2 separate regions of the Macaca mulatta genome follow, and region 2 is linked to region 1. A link is a contact called in public Hi-C data. All regions are on one chromosome and are shown on one strand. The core of a region is the stretch at or near the end of the contact, and the rest is flanking DNA. Distances in the headings are between cores, read along the strand shown.

The links. A called contact is a pair of places that touch in the nucleus more often than the background predicts.
Region 2: a Hi-C map of sperm shows a contact between it and region 1, with 2.7 times the contacts expected there. The contact joins the enhancer-like site here to the promoter of MT3 in region 1. A contact is called at or near these places in 2 of 14 Hi-C or Micro-C datasets (fetal cortical plate and sperm).

What each region holds. Positions count from the first base shown.
Region 1 is chr20:52,157,262-52,162,063 of T2T-MMU8v2.0, reverse strand. MT3 (metallothionein 3) reads right to left here and starts at 3,391. Exons shown (of 3, transcript NM_001266138.1): 1 at 3,253-3,391; 2 at 2,937-3,002; 3 at 1,854-2,017. The coding sequence starts at 3,283. The coding sequence ends at 1,908.
Region 2 is chr20:52,300,107-52,305,072 of T2T-MMU8v2.0, reverse strand. No RefSeq gene overlaps it. Among named protein-coding and RNA genes, the nearest start is that of MT1X, 15 kb to the right of the region's middle. Within about 2 kb of position 2,137, at least 3 of the 40 cell types and tissues checked have an H3K27ac peak or open chromatin away from gene starts, as enhancers often do.

The sequences.
Region 1 (4,802 bases), core at 2,142-4,641:
CTGTATTCAAATCCTGGCTATACCACACCACTCTAGCTGTGTGTCCTCATGCAAATTTCCCCAACCTCTACTGCCCCATCTGTAAAATGAAGTTAAAAATCATACTGATAGCCTTGGCAACATGGCAAAACCCAGCCTCTACCAAAAAAAAAAAATTAGCTGGGCATGGTGGGATGCATCTGTAGTCCCAGCTACTCGGGAGGCTGAGGTGGGAGGATTGGTTGAGCCCTGGAGGTCCACACTGCAGTGCCCTGATGGCACCACTGCACTCCAGCCTGACAGAAAAAACAAAACAAAACAAAAAACCCTGCCTCCAATCCCAGCACTTTGGGAGGCCGAGGCTGGTGGATCACTTGAGCTCAGGTGTTCAAGACCAGCCTGGGCAACATGGTGAAACCCCATCTCTACAAAAATTAGCCAGACATGCAAACTGTTCCAACACCTTTCACTGAGTAGTGTGTACTTTCCCACTGGTTTCTAGCAACACAGAGGTTTGTTTTTGGACTGTCCTCTGTGCAATTGATCTATTCCTGACCCTCCACCATTTTCCAGAGCTTTGGAAACAAGTGGAGCTACCAGGTTGGAGAAAGCTCCCTTTGTTGTTCCTTTTCAAAGCTGGCTTGGCTTTCCCTGCATTCTCCTTTTCTAAACTCAGCCTGTGTGTGTGTGTGTGTGTGTGTGTGTGTGTGTGTATGTGTATGTGTATATCTCCTGGTGAGCTTTTGAATTAACTGTCAGCAAAAACTAACGTGGAGGAAAAGTGATGTGTTCAGAGCATTGTATCCTCTTACTGGGAAATTTTGTCTCCCAGAATTTGTTTCTCCCTTCTTAGCTCACCCAGGTAAACCTGAGTGTTCTCTTTCACCAAGGACTGGATCACAACCACTGTGGATAAAAGCTCTTATTACCCTTGAAGACAGGAGGGGCTGGAGACAAACTGCCAAATGAGAAAATGTGAAAGGGAACCGAACAATGTGCTTTGGGGAAACAGGCTACTCAGGGTGGTGACCTTGGGAATGCAGCTGACCGTCAGCCAAGACAAGCCCCTGGGCCTCCTGGACATTCCTCTGATAAATCTGAAAACAGACAGCTTTGCAGAAGCAACTAGAAAATCCCCAAATTCACAGGCCCCACAGGCTAGGGGCTGGCCTTAACTCCCCCTAACTCTATTCTACAGATGAAGAAAGTGAGGTTAGGAGGTTGGAGAGGGCCAAACCTAGATGAGCCTGGTCTCTCCTGTTTCCCTAGACTTGAACTTGACTTAGCAGGAGGGTGGGGTGCCATCTGAAGGTGGAGGAGAACGCATTCTGTCCCCCAGGCTCCACCCCAGCCCCAAACAGACCAGTGGCCAAGTCTCAAGTGTTTCTTTCTTTTTTTTTTTTTCTTTTTTTTTTTTGAGACAGAGTCCTGCTCTGTCGCCCAGGCTGGAGTGCAGTGTAGTGATCTCAGCTCACTGCAACCTCCACCTCTTGGGTTCAAGTGATTCTTTTGCTTCAGCCTCCCGAGTAGCTGGGATTACAGGCACCTGCCACCAAGTCCGGCTAATTTTTGTATTTGTAGTAGAGACAGGGTTTCACCATGTTGGCCAGGCTGGCCTTGAACTCCTGACCTCAGGTGATCCACCCGCCTCAGCCTCCCAAAGTGCTGGGATTACAAGCGTGAGCCACCGCGCCCAGCCAGGGTTTCACTCAACTGGGTGGCTCCCTTGGAGCAGACCCCCCCACTGCTCCGCATCCTTCCCCCCTTTAAGAAGAGACCAGTCCTTGGCTCATGCTGTTCATGGGATTTATTGCCACTCCCCTAAGGTCAACAGGAGAAGGGGACACCAGCCACACCTCACCACAGGCATAGGTGGCACTGAGCCACCTGGCACTATCTCCACGTGCTCCACATGGAGGGGTGCTTCCTCACTCGCAGCAGCTGCACTTCTCTGCCTCTGCCTCGGCCCCCTCTCCGCCTTTGCACACACAGTCCTTGGCACACTTCTCACACTCCGCAGGGCAGCAGGAGCAGCAGCCTGCAGATAAAATGGAAGATGACCAGTCTGATGCACACTCCCGAAATCCGTCCCCATCAAAGGGGAGGGAAGGGTGCTGGGTGGGGAGTCATCCTCGTTCATTCAGCCAGGGCTGGTCACAGCCCCCTTCTTAGTCTCGCACCTGCTCTGACTCAGCATCTAAGTCGCGGCAGTGGCATCCTGCACCACCACAGGAGAGAGGTACCCAAGAAATAGACCAGAGCCCCTTGGGTGGATGCCAGGAAGTCCTGGGGGCTGGTGGGCTTAAGCTCAGGTTAGGTGGGTACTAGGCCTTAAGGAGAAAGCATCACAGGGTAAACGACCTTGAAAGGGGCCTTGAAGGATAAACTTGGGAGGGGCAGATATGACGCAGATGTAGGGGGCCCAGGAAAGCCGTGGGGAGGGGGTGGGGACCTGTGCCTGGTCTTATACCTAGGGAAGAAGGGAGCCTTCCTCCCACCTCTTAGTCTCTATGCATATTACACTGCTGTGAGCTGGGGAGATTCTGAGATCAAACTGAGAGGATCTGTAAGGCCTGAGAGAGGCCAAGGGACCGGAACTCCAGAGCTGAGCCCCAGCCTCCCTAATGGCTTCCCCAGGTTTTGGGGGTTTTGAGGGGTGGGGCGGGAAAGACTGGACCAGTGTAGCAGTCCTCAATCCCAGCTGCCATTGGAGTCTTCCGGGGATTTACAAAAACCTCTCGTTCCATGCCTAGGCCATCAATTCCTGGGTGTGGGGCAAGGGCATCTGTATTTTAATGTCTTCCCGGGTGGTTCTGTTCCAGCAAGAGTCAGAAACCACGGGATTGGGGCCTGGCGGTCTCTCCGTATCCTGCGTATCCTGCGTATCCTGCGTGGTGAGACACCAACTCCGCAGAGCAGAGGGGGCAGCGGCAGAGGGGAAGGGTCCCCGCACTCACTCTTCTTGCAGGAGGTGCATTTGCAACCCTCGCACTTGCAGGAGTCCGCGCAGGTGCAGGAGCCACCTAGAGAGGGCGACGCCACAGGAAGGGTTAATGTGGACAAACTCGGGTCCCCACGCCTGTCACGAGGAGATGGGGCACCAAGTCTCCCTGTTCTCCGCGACACAGGCATGCCCACCTTTCAGGAGGTGAAGAATAGGGAATCAGGAGCCCTTCCCCCAAGTGTCCTTGAGCGAAGGCGCGGGGCGTGGGTTTTTTTTGCAGGTACAAGGGCGCACAGTGCCGCAGGATGGGAGCGGCGGCGGGGGCTCACCAGAAGGGCAGGGGCAGGTCTCGGGGTCCATGTCGAAGCGAGCAGCAGCTGGAGGCTGTGAATGGGCTTCTCCAAGCAACTGGACGCGCGGCTTGGCTAGTGGCAGCAGGTGGCGATGCTTTTATAGCCCCGGGCGGGGGCGCGCATGCCAAGCCCGCTGGGCGCCCGCCCCTGCGCACCGCGCCGGCTCTTTGCGTTTGTGCACTTGGGCTCCGGCGCACGCACTGCGGCATCTGTCCCCTGCCCCCGCCGTGTGTGTGCACGGCCAGGGCCCGTTCGCCCACGCCCGCGCGTGCGCCCCCACTCCCACCCCGCAGTCGCTTGCACGACCCACTCCCCGCCGCCACGCGCGCGCTGCCAGTCCGCTCCCCGCGTGGGTCCCGTAGGGGACGTGCCCGCCGCAGCAGCCGCCACTGCGTGGAAGCGCGCACGTACCATCTCCGAAAGTGGAGGAAAAGGCGCTTTGCGTATTTCCCAGCTCTTCCCTTCCTCTCTTCCCCTTCATTCGAGAATTCTCCCGGATGCCAGATCTGTTCAAATGGGTTGCTGGGCTGGGGGCAGAAAGAGGCTCCTCATGTTGAGCCCGACACTGACTCTTTCACCCTCCGAGTGCCACTGGCAAGGGGCGTGTTCCATTTCCCGGCTGTCCCGCCTGGCATCTTCAGGTCCTTGACTCCTAACGCTCCATCGTAAGTAAGAAAAAGTGAGGCCAGAGAAGCGGGAATGTTCGTAGGTCTCAGAATGAGCCTGAGGCCGAGCCAGGCCTAGAACTCAGAACTCAGGTACCTAGAGGGATTGTCAGTGGGGGGCATGTTAAAATCAGGGCAGCTCGGTGAGATTTTTCTATTTATAAAAAGGAGGCCGGACATGGTGGCTCACGCCTGTAATCCCAACACTCTGGGAGGCCGAGGTGGGCAGATCACCTGAGGCTGGGAGTTGGAGGCCAGCCTGACCAACATGGAGAAACCCCATCTCTACTAAAGGTACAAAATTAGCTGGGTGTGGTGGCAGGTGCCTGTAATCCCGGCTACTTGGGAGGCTGAGGCAGGAGAATCACTTGAACCTGGGAGGCAGAGGTTGCAGTGAGCCCAAATCACGCCATTGCACTCCAGCCTGGGCAACACAAGGGAAACTGCGTCTCAAAAAAAAAAAATTATTTGGGTGTGGTGGCATGCACCTGTAGTCCCAGCTACTTGGGAGGCTGAGGCAGGAGGATTACTTAAGCCCAGGAGGTTGGGGAGGCTGCAGTAAGCCTTTTTGTACCACTGCACTCCAATGTGGGTCAGAGCAAAATCCTGTCTCAAAAAGAAAAGAGAGCCTAGGTAAAATAAGATTGATAAATATTTATATGAATATAAGGGATTTCGGTGCAAAATGAAAGGAAAAGAAGTCTAAGCTGCCAAGGAGAATCATTTGTGACTGAGCAGGGTAGTGTGAGTGAGAATGAGACCCCGAGAAGGGGAGAGGAGAGAGGTCATTGAAGTTTGGGGGCAGCAAAGAAGGGACCAGAGCTGGGAGAGGACCTCTGTAAAAGGCATTTTAAAAAAAGT
Region 2 (4,966 bases), core at 888-3,387, 140 kb before region 1:
GGCAGCAGGTGCAAAGGCCTTGAGGCAAGAATTCTTGGTGATCTTGGGGAAAAGGAAGAGGCAAATGTGGGTGGTGGGAGAGAGTCCTGAAGGGCCTTTTGGGCCAACATAAGGACTTCAGCTTGTGCTCCAAGAGAAATGGCGAGCCATGGAAGGGTTTGGAATAGAGGAGTGACCTGTTCTACCAGGATGAATCCCGTGGCTGTGTTGAAAATACATCACAGTTCTGGCTGCAATCGCCTGAAGTATCTCCTAGCCCATTGAAACTTCATTGTTATTGCTATTTAATATCCAATTTACAATGGTTCACCTTCGGATTTCTTGACTTTACAATGGTGCAAACACATTCAGTAGAAACTGTGCTTCAAATACCCATACAGCCATTCACCTTTTCACTTACGGTGCAGTATTCAATAAACGACATGAGATGTGTGACACCTTCTTATAAAATAGGTTTTGTGTTCAATGATTTTGCCCAATTGTAGGGTAATGTGAGTGCTCTGAGCATGTTTAAGGTGGGCTAGGCTAAGCTATGATGTTCAGTAGGTTAGGAGTATTAAATGCATTTTCAACTTAAAATATTTTCAGCTTATGATGGGCTTATCAGGATGCAGCACCCTCCTGCCCCCTTAAGTGAAGGAGCATCTGTATTGTTCAATTTAAAAACAGCCAAAGAACTTGACTTCTGCCCAAGTCTAAACCTCAGATAACCATTTTATCTGGGCCTGGATGGACAGGGAGGTGGCTCAAGCCTGGAAACTGAGGGTCAGGAAGACTCCTCACCCTCAAGGTCACCCAGCTCACTGAGTCACTCTAGCAACAGCTCTGACACCCCACGACACAGGATTCCCAGAGGGCCTTGCTCCTAACAATGTGCTGGAAGGTTCCATGCATTAATCTGTCTATTTCTAATGATCAGACAAATTTGGAAAACACTGCTTTGATGTATAAGATGTTCCTCTCTTATGGCACCCTGAGTGTGTCTAATTATCTCCAAGTATACAAAATTCTCAAAAATATACTTACAGAAAGAATTCAGATGCATTGGATCATAAATTATAAATGCATTTCAAGTAGAACCTTTAGCAGTAGGGAAAGGTAGGGGCAGAGTGGGTGTCCTAAACATTCAAACTAGGGTAGGCCCAAGGAAAGTGGGCAGGTCACTGCTTATTTCAGCTCTTGCTAACTCCAGACTATTTTCTCAAGGGCCTGTGTGTGCACCTCTCACATGATCTGAGCTGTGAGCCCCAGGGCTTCTTTCTGGAATCTAAGGAAAGCAAGTCTGACAGTCAGTCTTAACCTTTTTTTTTTTTTTTTGGAGACAGGGTCTGACATTGTCACCCAGGCTGGAACGCAGCGGCGCAATCTCGGCTCACTGCAGCCTCGACCTACCAGGTTGAAGCGATTCTCGTGCCTCGGCCTCCCAAGTAGCTGAAATTACAGGCATGTGCCACCACGCCCAGCTAATTTTTCTATTTTTAGTAGAGACAGGGTTTCACCATCGGCTTGACCTTTTGATGTGCTGGTTGGGTTGACTAGTGACACTGAACTGGGATTTCCATCAGCTTGCAATAAAGAGAAATGACCACCAGGGGACAGCAAACGTCCAGTAAGCAGTCAGTGCCTTTTGAAAACATACTCTAGGCTTTGCCAAGTGAACAGAAGGGCGGGGAATCTGTGACAGTGGGCAGGGGAGCACTTAAATTCTTGGTAATCATAGCTGAATTGTGTTGCTGATTTTTTTTTTTTTAACATACCCAGCTTTCAACCTGCCTAGAATCCCCCTGCCTTTATCTAGGATCTTAATTTTAAGAAAGTACTTACTTGATAAACTGATCAATGAATTAAACCAGTTCTCAACTGGCACTGGTGTTATTTTGCTTCCCAGGAGCATTTGGCATAATCTAGGAATATTTTAGTTGTCACAAGTAGGGGTATATAATACTATTGGCATCTAGTAGGTTGAGGCCAAGGATAATGCTAGACATCCTACAATGCACAGGAAGGCCTACAGCAAAGGATGATCTGAACCTGTATGACAAGGCTGAGACAACCTGGGCTAAACCAACAAAGTCCTGCTCTCATGATGTGAAACCTGAGCTTCCTGTGTCTCTTCTCTCTGTAGCCCAGCCCCTGGTCTAGGATGTAGCAGGGGGAATCACCCATAATGTCTGGGAAGATATTATCGCTGTCCTCAAGGAACTGACAGTCTGCAGGAATTGAAATTTCAGATGCCTACAGGGCCAGGGAGGTAACATGAAGAGATGAAGCAGGCAGGTAGGAGATGGAATGGGGAGTGGTGAGGATTGGGGCAAGTTAGAGAACGCGGCTCTAAAAGAACCACCACTTAGCTCAGCTTGTTGCTGCCATGTATAAAAGTGGGCCCACAGGCCAGGCGCAGTGGCTCACACCTGTAATCCCAGCGCTTTGGGAGGCCCAGGTAAGTGGATCGCCTGAGCTCAGGAGTTTGAGACCAGCCTGGCCAATGTGATAAAACCTTGTGTCTACTAAAAATACAAAAATGAGCTGGGCGTGGTGGTGGGCTCCTGTAATCCCAGCTACTCAGGAGGCTGAGGCAGGAGAATCACTTGAACCCAGGAGGCCGAGGTTGCAGTGAGCCAAGATTATGCCACTGCGCTCCAGAGCCTGGGTGACGGAGTGAGACTCTATCTAAATTTAAAAAAAAAAAAAAGTGGGCCTACTCTTGCCAGACCTTCAGCTGTGGGGAATAAAAAGGGATGACGTTTGGGCCAGTCCTTGAAGGATCAGCAGAATTTTGCTGGGTGGAGAGGAAATAGATGAGAATTAGTATTTCAGACAGGGATGTTCCAACCAGAAGCTGCAAATTGTCCAAACCTGGCCCTCTTTGGTCTACACCATCTTTTTCTTTCTTTTCTTTTCTTTTACTTTATTTTATTTACTTACTGAGACAGGGTCTCACTCTTTAGCCCAGGCTGGAGTGCAATGGCACAATCACAGGCCCCTACAGTCTTAACCTTGCAGACTCAAGCAGTCCTGGGCCTTGGCCTCCAAGTAGCAGGGACTCCAGGTGCAGGCACCATGACCAGCTAACTTTTTTTTTTTTTTTTTTTTTTTAAGAGATGGGGTCTCACTCTGTTGCGCAGGCTGGTCTCAAACTCCTGAGCTCAAGCAATCCTCCCACCTTGGCCTCCCAAAGTGTTGAGATTGAGGTGAGCCTCTTTTGTCTTATCTTCTTCTTCTTCTTTTTTTTTTTTTTTTAGTTTAAGCTCCTAGAACTGACTCTTCTTTTAATGCAATTTTTTTACTGCAGTAAAATATGCATAGCATAGAATTTACCATTGTAACCATTTTTAGGTCTATAACTCAGTGGCATTAAGTACATTTACAATGTTGTGTAACCATCACCACCATCCACTTCCAGAACATTTGCATCATCTCAAGCAGAAACTCTATACCATTAAACATAACTCCCCATTCCCTTTCCCACTAGTCCCTTGTAACCTCTATTCTGTTTTCTATCTCCATGAATTTGCCTCCCCTAGGCACCTCATGTAAGTGGAATCATAAAATATTTGTCCTTTTATGTCTGGCTAATTTTAGGTGGCATAATATTTTCAGGGATCCACACAATCTTTTTAAAACTTGGATATTTTACATAAAATCTGGATTTCTGGCTTGTCCTAAAAAATTGTAAGATTTGAGTGGTCTAAGAATGGTTTCACATTTTCAAATTTTTTTTTTTTTTAAGAGAAGGAGAAGGAGGAGGAGGAGGAGGAGGAGGAGGAGGAGGGGGAGGAAGAGAAAGAGGAGGTAAAGAAAAAAGAAAATATGCAACACATATTGTATATGGCCCACAAGGCCTAAAATAATTACCCCTGGCCCTTTACAGAAATGTTATGCAGACTTCTGGCCTGCATAATAATAAAATATAATGTAGCAATTAAGAACTGATGAGTTTTGAATATTTATTCCCTTTATTTTATTTTATTTATTTTGTTTTTTTCCAAGATGGAATCTTGCTCCGTCGCCCAGGCTGGAGTACAGTGGCATGATCTCGGCTCACTGCAACCTCCGCCTTCCGGGGTTCAAACAATTCTCCTGCCTCAGCCTCCCGAGTAGCTGAGATTACAGGCAAGCACCACCACGCCTGGCTAATTTCTTTTGTATCTTTAGTAGAGATGGGGGGGGGTCTCACCATGTTGGCCAGGCTGGTCTCGAACTTCTGACCTCATGATCTGCCTGCCTCAGCCTCCCAAAGTGCTGAGATTACAGGAGTGAGCCACCGCACTGGCCTATTCCCTTTATTTTTAATATAACCTATGTAATTGTAAGTTTATATAATTTTTAGTAAATGTTGGGTTTGAAAGTGGTTTGCAAAATTTGTGAAAATTTAACAATTGACTCCCATGAGCCAGTACTGGCTGGTTTCAGAGCCTCTGTTTATCTTTCCTTTTGTTTAGAAAGTCTTAATATCTCTTAATAAAGTTCTATAATTTTCCCTATAACAATTTTGAACATTATTTGTTAGATTTATTCCTGGGCAGTTGGTATTTTCTGATAATGCTGTACATGGTATTTACTCTTTAATTGCACTTCTTAGTCGTTTGCTCCTGGTATATAGAAATACAAATGACTCTTGGAGATACGCAGTCACTTTACTAAACGCTCCTATTATTCCTAACAAGTTAAATGTATATTCTTTTGTTTTTCTATGTAAATGAATGCATTACCTGCAAATAATGACATTTTATTCCTCTCTTTCCAATCTTTATGTTTCTAATTTCTTTTTCTTTTTTTATTCCTCTGGCTGGGACCTCCAACAGAATGTGGATAGGAGGTGACAGTGGGCATCTTTGTCTCATTCCTGACTTTAAAGAGAATCGCTCTAGGTTTTCTGGCTTTTTTGGGTGTTTTGGGATATTTTTGTTTTTGTTTTTATATTTTGTTTTGCTTTGTATTTTGTACTCCCTCTGTCACCAGGCTG